Linked DNA regions of Drosophila melanogaster: region 1 is linked to region 2. A link is a contact called in public Hi-C data. All regions are on one chromosome and are shown on one strand. The core of a region is the stretch at or near the end of the contact, and the rest is flanking DNA. Distances in the headings are between cores, read along the strand shown. Region 1 holds the start of skd (skuld). Region 2 holds the start of fng (fringe).

Region 1 (3,745 bases), core at 239-2,738, 78 kb after region 2:
CAATTTATGTTTAATCAAAAAGAACTACACATTTATAGAGCGCAAATCAAGATGAGTAATCAAGGAAAACACCAACACATGCACTCGCACGTACTGTGAACACACAAAACTCGAAGCTGCGACTATTTTTTGGTTTCGAAAAACAACAGTAGCTCAAAATATTTATTAATATTTAATCTATTACTCAGGCTTGAATTTCTTGCGTTGTATTTAGTGTTTTTTGCGCACGAATGACGAGTCAGAAATTTTCGAACCGACTGCGAACGCTGGTCGCCACACACAATGGAAATTTTGCTCGCCTAGCTTTGAATCGGCCATATATATGGTATATAGCCAGTATGTAGTGTAGTTGTACCAGCGGCGAGTGGCGAGAGAGCAGAAGAGGGCGAGTAGCGGCCGAATTCGAATAGCGGCTTTTGCTCTTTTTGCTGAGCAGAGAGTGAGAGAGAGGAGAGAGGGAGAAAACAAGTTTTACCAGCTAACTGCATATGCATTGGTGTGCGTGTGCGTTAGTGGCGTCGGCGTCTGTTTATCTCGCTCTCGCTCGCTCTTTGTGCATCTCTTGGGGATGCAACCATTTTGAGCGAGAGGCAGACAGAGAGAGACCGAGCACATAGATCGATTAAATTAAGGGAAAAATCTCAAACTAAAACGAAACTCGAAGGAAATCCGAAATTCCATAAATTATGCACTATACAACACTACATAGCACACACACGCACGCAAATATGTAGAGTGCGAAACGTGATACATAGACGGGCAGCAGCATTCCTCTCACACACACACGCATCAACCATACACCTACATGGCAGAGCAACCACTTTCGTAGTTTTCCTTTCGCACCGTTTTCTCTGTTTCTGGGCAGTAATGTGTGTGTACACATCAAATTTTCTGATTTTTACTTTCGGCCACTCGAAATAGCCGGAAAAAAATGCCATCGATAACTAAAATCGCACAGTTGTTGCATATTCCTCTTTCTTACACTCTCCTCCTTTTCCACCTCTTTCTTTCAATCACACACACACTACATAGGCACACCGCCGGGGCAGCGACCGCTAGAGCAATTAAAAACCATTAAACATTTCCGCTGCCAATGCTTAAACACGTCTTGAAAATCATTTAATGATTTTGCGCCACAATTATTTGTCAAACAACGGCACTTGGGCATTATTATTTATATTTAATTTGCTGCACCTCTTGCACGCATACACGCATACAGCACACACGCACACCCTCTCACTTCTCGGGCAATCGCTTTTGCATTTGCATTTTTGATCACTTTTCTACGTTTTAATCGCCGTTTTTGATGTTCTTTCCGACTACCGATGTAAACTTGTCTTGAATCTTTACATTTTGTGCCACTTTATCTATCGCATTCGCATACGGAAAAATCTGCGATCGATTTTTATAACAATTCGCAACAAATATGAGGGAAAACTTGCCGTCGGCGGCAGAGCCAGTGTTGCCAGCTAGCACAGACAGAAAACTACTAAAGAGGTGGCACAAAAGCACTAATAAATACCACAGAACACTAAGTCTTCACAATGGGAAGTTCAAAATATACAACAAATTAATACTTCTTAATTTAGAATGGTATATTTTTTAAATTATTTGTTCTATGTCTTCAAAGGTATTACACATCTTATATATAAATAAATAAAGGATCTCTTAAATTTAATTTAATAACGGTTATAGAAACCTTTTAATGAAATGGTTTAAGTGGTGCGAATGCGTAAAGTGATTGGAATGAAGTGTAAAATAAAAGATATTTTTATTCTGTTTGAATCAATTCCGTCAACTGATTGTTTGATCCTTCTTAAAACAAATTTTTTTAAAGGTGAATACAAACTATAATAAATTGTACAATAGAAGAATTTGTAATCTATTAAAATGGAAACAAATAAGTGTTTTGTCACCACTAGCATCCAATTGCATCGCTAACACCAGCCACTTGTGTTCCCATCCCTAAGAGTGACCGTACTCCCCATGGCCAAAAAGTGTGCACCGAAGCGGCGCTGCCGTGCGAAAACCTGTTCCCGCTCAAGACCGCCGTTACACACCCCCTGCGCCGCCTCCTCGGAATTCCATGACACTGCGTGGGGCAATAAAAACAAACAGAACGCTTGGCGGCCACCTGAGAGCGGAGCAGCGACCAACTGTAAAAGTGGGCCGCCCGGGAAGAAGAAGAAGCAGCGTAGGCAGCAGGTGACGCCGACAGCGACGTCGGCAGAGACGCAAGCAGCGACGGACCTCGAAGATTTCACTTTTCGACGAACGATTTAACTGAGCGGAGCTAAGAAACGCGATTTTCATACAAGCAATTGAAAAAAATAGTCGTGTTGTAGGCGAAAATAACTAGAAAATGGCCATGTACCGCGCCAGTGGGTTAAGGATTATGCAACAGATGCGACGCAGGATTCCCGTCGAACTGCAGCCACTCCAAGTGGCCAAAGCTGCGCCTGCGCTGCAAACTTTCACTTCTCAGCGCTGGACTTCGACGACGACGACCAGTGGAAAGCATGCCAGTCCACAGGTTACGACCCCGCCCCCGAGACACGACTGGAATAGGGCGGTCAGCGAGGCGGAGCGCATCGTCGGCTATCCCACATCCTTCCTCAGTCTGCGCTGGCTGCTCAGCGACGAGATCGCCAATGTGGCGCTGCACCTGCGCAAACTGGTGGGCAGCGCCCATCCGCTGATGAAGACGGCCAAGTGAGTGGTGCTGAAGGGCTTATAGGGCGTTGAAATTTATGTGAATCTTCCGCTTCAGGCACCTGCTCTACAATGGCAAGAACACGATGCAAGCCTGGGGATTGATAGTGCTCCTGGTGTCCAAGGCCGCAGGACATGCACCCAGTGTTCCAGACGTGGAGCAGGACAAGAGTGCCGGAGTGCTGCACTCCCAAAGGGCTTTGGCCGAGGTCACCGAGATGATACGGATATCTCATCTGGTGCACAATGTAAGTTTTTGATCAAATGCATTCGAAAGTTACTCGTAAACTGAAAGTGGTTTGTATGCAAATGAGTTTAACTTTCCTCAAATTTAGTTGACGAAACTCAAGAAACGAACATCAATATGTCATTGGTCGAGCTGATGCCTCATAGATTATAAAAATATTTACACTTGGTCCCATTTTAGAGCGTGGTTAATCTGCAATCGAGCACGCAGGCTGGGCAGGATGTGGACACCTACGACGACATGTCGTTTGGCAACAAGATCGGCCTGCTGACCGGCGACTATCTTCTGGGCCATTCCAGTGCGGAGCTGGCTAATCTGCGCAACCAGGAGGTGGTGGAGCTGATCTCGTCGGCGGTGCGAGATTTTTCCGAGTCGGAATTCATTGGAGAGCGTGATGAACAGAACAACCCGCTGCCTTATAAGCCAGGAACCTTCCAGCGACCATCTCTCAGCGTTGGAGTGGATTTCAACGAGCACGACGTGATGACGCCAATGCCGATTGCCCAGGTTCTCGGCAATCCGGAGGAGGAATGGGAGTGCCGTAATATCCTTAATGCGGGTAGCCTGCTGGGCAAATCCTGCCAAGCTTCGCTAAAGCTGGCCGGACAGAGTGAGGAACTGCAGCGACATGCTTACCGCTTTGGCAAACATTTGGCGCTCGCTTGGCAGGCTTGCTTGGATGCCGAACCTTTTCAGTGCCCCCAACTGCCGCTAGATGTTACTTTCAGTCTGGTTAGTGCTCCAGTCCTATTCCACTTGGAGCACGACCCTGGCATGTATTCTCAA
Region 2 (3,679 bases), core at 288-2,787:
TATGTGCACTATTTTCTTATGGCGTCGTTTCATTTAAAGTTTTTAAAATATGATAATCCTAGAAGGTGGACACATAGTTCGAATTTCAAGGGTTCTAAAAATAGCCTGTTCGCATAAAACCCTGCCAAAAAGTGTTTGCAATGCAATAGGAGGCTAACTAAGGCCATTCCCACGGACCTCAACTATTTGTTATCTGTGATGCAACTGACAAGGTTTTCCACTGGACGAGTCCATTGAGATTCACCTCCATGAGATCCCCCCTCGCAGCGCACACCTTGGTAATATTAGCACACAATATTTTATTACACAAAAATTTATGCAAAAATCAAGAGTAAGAAGAGAACAATAATAAATGGGCAGAGCAGACAGGGCTCAGAACCCTGACAGGCCCTGGAATCAGGCAACTGAAAGCTTTGGCGACGCTCTGCCGACGGCAAACCAAGAAATTCAGGAACGGTTGACTGGATCTTCGGTAATCGAAACTGGGAATACTCTTGTGGGAATTGGAAAGTATTGGTGATTTTCAAAAATATATTCCAAGTGCCTAATGGTATGATTTTAGGATTTTAATAATGTCTCGATAATGCGAGCCGATCTTTGAACATCAACTTTAACAGAATTACATTCTCTTGTCCTTAAATCAATCAAATATAAGCTTAATTGTAAAAAAAAAAAACAAATAAATTCAGGATCATATTTCCATTTTTGAAACAAACCACTAAGCTAGGCACTACCTCTACATAAACTTCTGCACAATTTCTAAAGCAATCAAGTCCTTAGTTCCAAATGAATTCCCCGTGATACCGATCCCCATCCAATCACCAATCGTAGGGTATATCCTTTTAAAACGCTTCCTCGCCGAAATTTGTGTTCAATTATGATACCCCCTATTAGGGTATAAAAGCGCAAAAAGCCAAGCACCGAAACTGTTTTATATGCAAGGCAAGGGCGTAAAAGGTTTTTTTAACGGCCAAAGCCGCAGCTGCAAAACTCAAGTCGCCGGCGTTGATTTATGAAAGTGCACGAGTCGACGTCGATCGGGATCGGAATCAAAGGGGGATAATGCAAATTGCCTGGCCTTTGCAGCTTTGCAACTTATGCAGATCAGTGCGGAGCACACACGTTTGACAGTTTCGCAGCGCTAACAACACCCACGCAAGCTGGATTATGTCGCCCACTCGAACTCGCAACTCACTTGGATGCCCGGATATCCGTAGGCGCTCTGGTAGAGCAGTAGGGTCATATAGACGACGGCGACGGCTAACATCATGGCTTGCAGGATTCGCTTAAAACGTTGCGGTGGCGAGAGCACAGTCAGGCTCATCATACGGTTACGGACCACTACGCGCACATTGAAGCACCGCCGATTTGATCACTGGGTAGGTTTTATATTCCAATATTAGCTGGTTCTTTTCCTGGATCGTATGAATTCTGCTCGATTTCTGAAATTACGATATCTTTTAAGTTTATTTCGATTTCGATATCGCAGCACGCGCGCACTGACGTCTTGCTTGTGGCAAGCTTGAAAAGCAACTGATTGTGGTAGCGCGATCTACTCTTCTCTTCTTCCAGCGAAAATCGTAAACAAAACAAAAACCAGAAAGACCAGTAAGCGGTGAGAGTAGCGAGAGAGAAAGAGAGAGAGAGAATTCCCTTTGAGCTGGTCCAATTGGAAACGTTAGCTGCTCCAATGGGAGCAGCTGGCGCTCTCTCTTCGATCGCGCTCGCTCTCATCCTCTCTCTTTAGCTTGTGCCACAGTAGCTGCCGAAGGCAATTTTCATGTGCTCGTGTGTCGACCCCCACTCAGCCCACTTCTGATCGGAATCGGGGATTCGGAATCGTGTAAGGCAGCCTTTGAAGGTCCCTTTTCCAGGTGGCGGCCGTATCCTTAAAGTAAACATAGTTCAACTGACTTGGCAGCGCTCCAAATGCGGTGACTTCTTGGCTATGTCATATATACCCCCACTCCCCTCCTGACTACCCTGCCACGCCCCACCGCCCACCGTCGGCGACGACAATTCCATTAAAAGTTGTACGTTGTCACTTTGCGTTAACTTATCTGTGGAGCATGTTGTGCGATCGCATTTTTATTGTCGCCATTGTCTCTCGCTCTCTCCATCGCTCTTTCGCCTGGCTTCCCTACCCTGCCCACACAGGGAAGCCTACACACTCTTAAATCATGCACTTGGAACAAAAAGTGCAAGCATTAAACTTTATTTAAACATTCAAGAGCCGCTCCTCTATTTACCATTGAAATTTTATTTCAAATAGAGAGGTCTTTTCAGATTATATTATACCTTTAAGTGGCTTAGAAATAGTTAGACAGTGTATTTATGGATAAGTAATTAATTTAACTAAAAAATACAAACAGAAGAATTCTTTTACAATAATTTCAAACTACTAATTTCTACATCCCTTTCTCGCTCCGTGCATCAAATGCATCCACATCTCACGTGCGTCGGCAGCGTTCTGCGACGTTTCTTTGTCGCTCGGTTTTTGTGTAGCACTTGGCCTGCTCCCCACTTGACAATGCTTTGCATGCCAGGCACCATCCAGCAGTATCTTCCCGTTCCTCCTCCTCTTGCTGCTCTCAGCCCATTCAGCTCGATCCCATTCCATCCCAATCCGAATCCCATCCTACTCCTCACCAGCTTGTCATATTCCATGTTTGTGGCGGCGACAAAAGCTTTTGCGGACACCTCTGCCCGCGTCGACTGCGCTGCCCGCACAATCAGCAACTCGGCATCTTGTTCGCTGTCCCTTTGTGCGCCTTTCGCCTGAATTGCATTAAGCAGAGTCGGCGGAGCACTGCAAGAAAATAGTGAATTCGTATTTAATTCGGTAAGAGAACAGCATAAAAATGTAAACTTTTATCGCCTTGTGTCAGCTGAAAAATCTATCCAACCCTTAATAGTTTAATGTTTTAGATTATTTAAGACTGAGCCCTTTAAATACAAAAGCTTAGCATAAATTTAGAACCATCGACAATTACCCAGGGGCTTTAAAACTGTTTAACTTAAGTGGCCATTGTGTGTACCCAAATGAGCAAGCAAAATCAATTGGCCTTCACAGTGTTTTAATTATTTTTATTAGTTTATTATTATGTCAGTATGATTTTTCTACCGGTGCAGAGACGGTGGTAGCGGCGACGCAGGCCATTCCAACCTTGTTCTGCCACAGAAAAAGACATCGCTCGGCTGGAATCAGCCGCCCGCTTGCCACGAAACCCTCGGAACCCACTTCCCATTCCTCCGTATTCCGCCCACTCCCATTGCTCATTTTTAATGTGCAATTCCGTATGTACAGTTCGTAGCCATGGCCACCATTCCGCTCCGTATAAGTGTGTGTGTGTGTGTGTGTTTGCATAGCAGCTTGGTTGCCGGTTAGGCATGTGCCACCTCCAGCTGCAAGCTGCCTGTTCCAAGTTCCGATCCCCAGCCTCCAACTTCGGCTGCAACTTCAACTGCATCTTCAACTGCAACTTCAGCTGAAAAGCCCAGATCACAACCTAGCCTTATAACCAAACGAGTGCAGCTCCGTTTATCGGGCGGCCTAACCTTGTTAGGATTGTAAAATGTAAACCGAAGGCGTTGCCACGGACTCAGTGCTCAACTCGGACTTACACATCCCAAACCATTTTAAGATCTCCATAAAAATTAAAAAATAATTGTTCAATAA

Evidence for each region. Hi-C and Micro-C count contacts between places; a contact is called where the count stands out from the background.
Region 1: a Hi-C map of the S2 cell line shows a contact between it and region 2, with 5 times the contacts expected there. A contact is called at or near these places in 22 of 107 Hi-C or Micro-C datasets (the D17-c3 cell line, the Kc167 cell line, the ML-DmBG3-c2 cell line and 7 more) and 5 of 7 datasets of targeted methods (the Kc167 cell line and the S2 cell line).

Annotation. Positions count from the first base shown.
Region 1 is chr3L:21,025,946-21,029,690 of dm6, forward strand. skd (skuld) reads right to left here and starts at 1,489. Exons shown (of 13, transcript NM_168879.3): 1 at 1,351-1,489. It overlaps Pdss2 (Decaprenyl diphosphate synthase subunit 2), which reads left to right and starts at 1,970. Exons shown (of 3, transcript NM_141020.4): 1 at 1,970-2,712; 2 at 2,771-2,960; 3 at 3,140-3,745. The coding sequence starts at 2,363. It also overlaps asRNA:CR45801.
Region 2 is chr3L:20,947,975-20,951,653 of dm6, forward strand. fng (fringe) reads right to left here and starts at 1,538. Exons shown (of 7, transcript NM_079467.3): 1 at 1,196-1,538. The coding sequence starts at 1,327. It overlaps lncRNA:CR45243 (long non-coding RNA:CR45243), which reads right to left and starts at 2,809. Exons shown (of 1, transcript NR_125030.1): 1 at 2,385-2,809.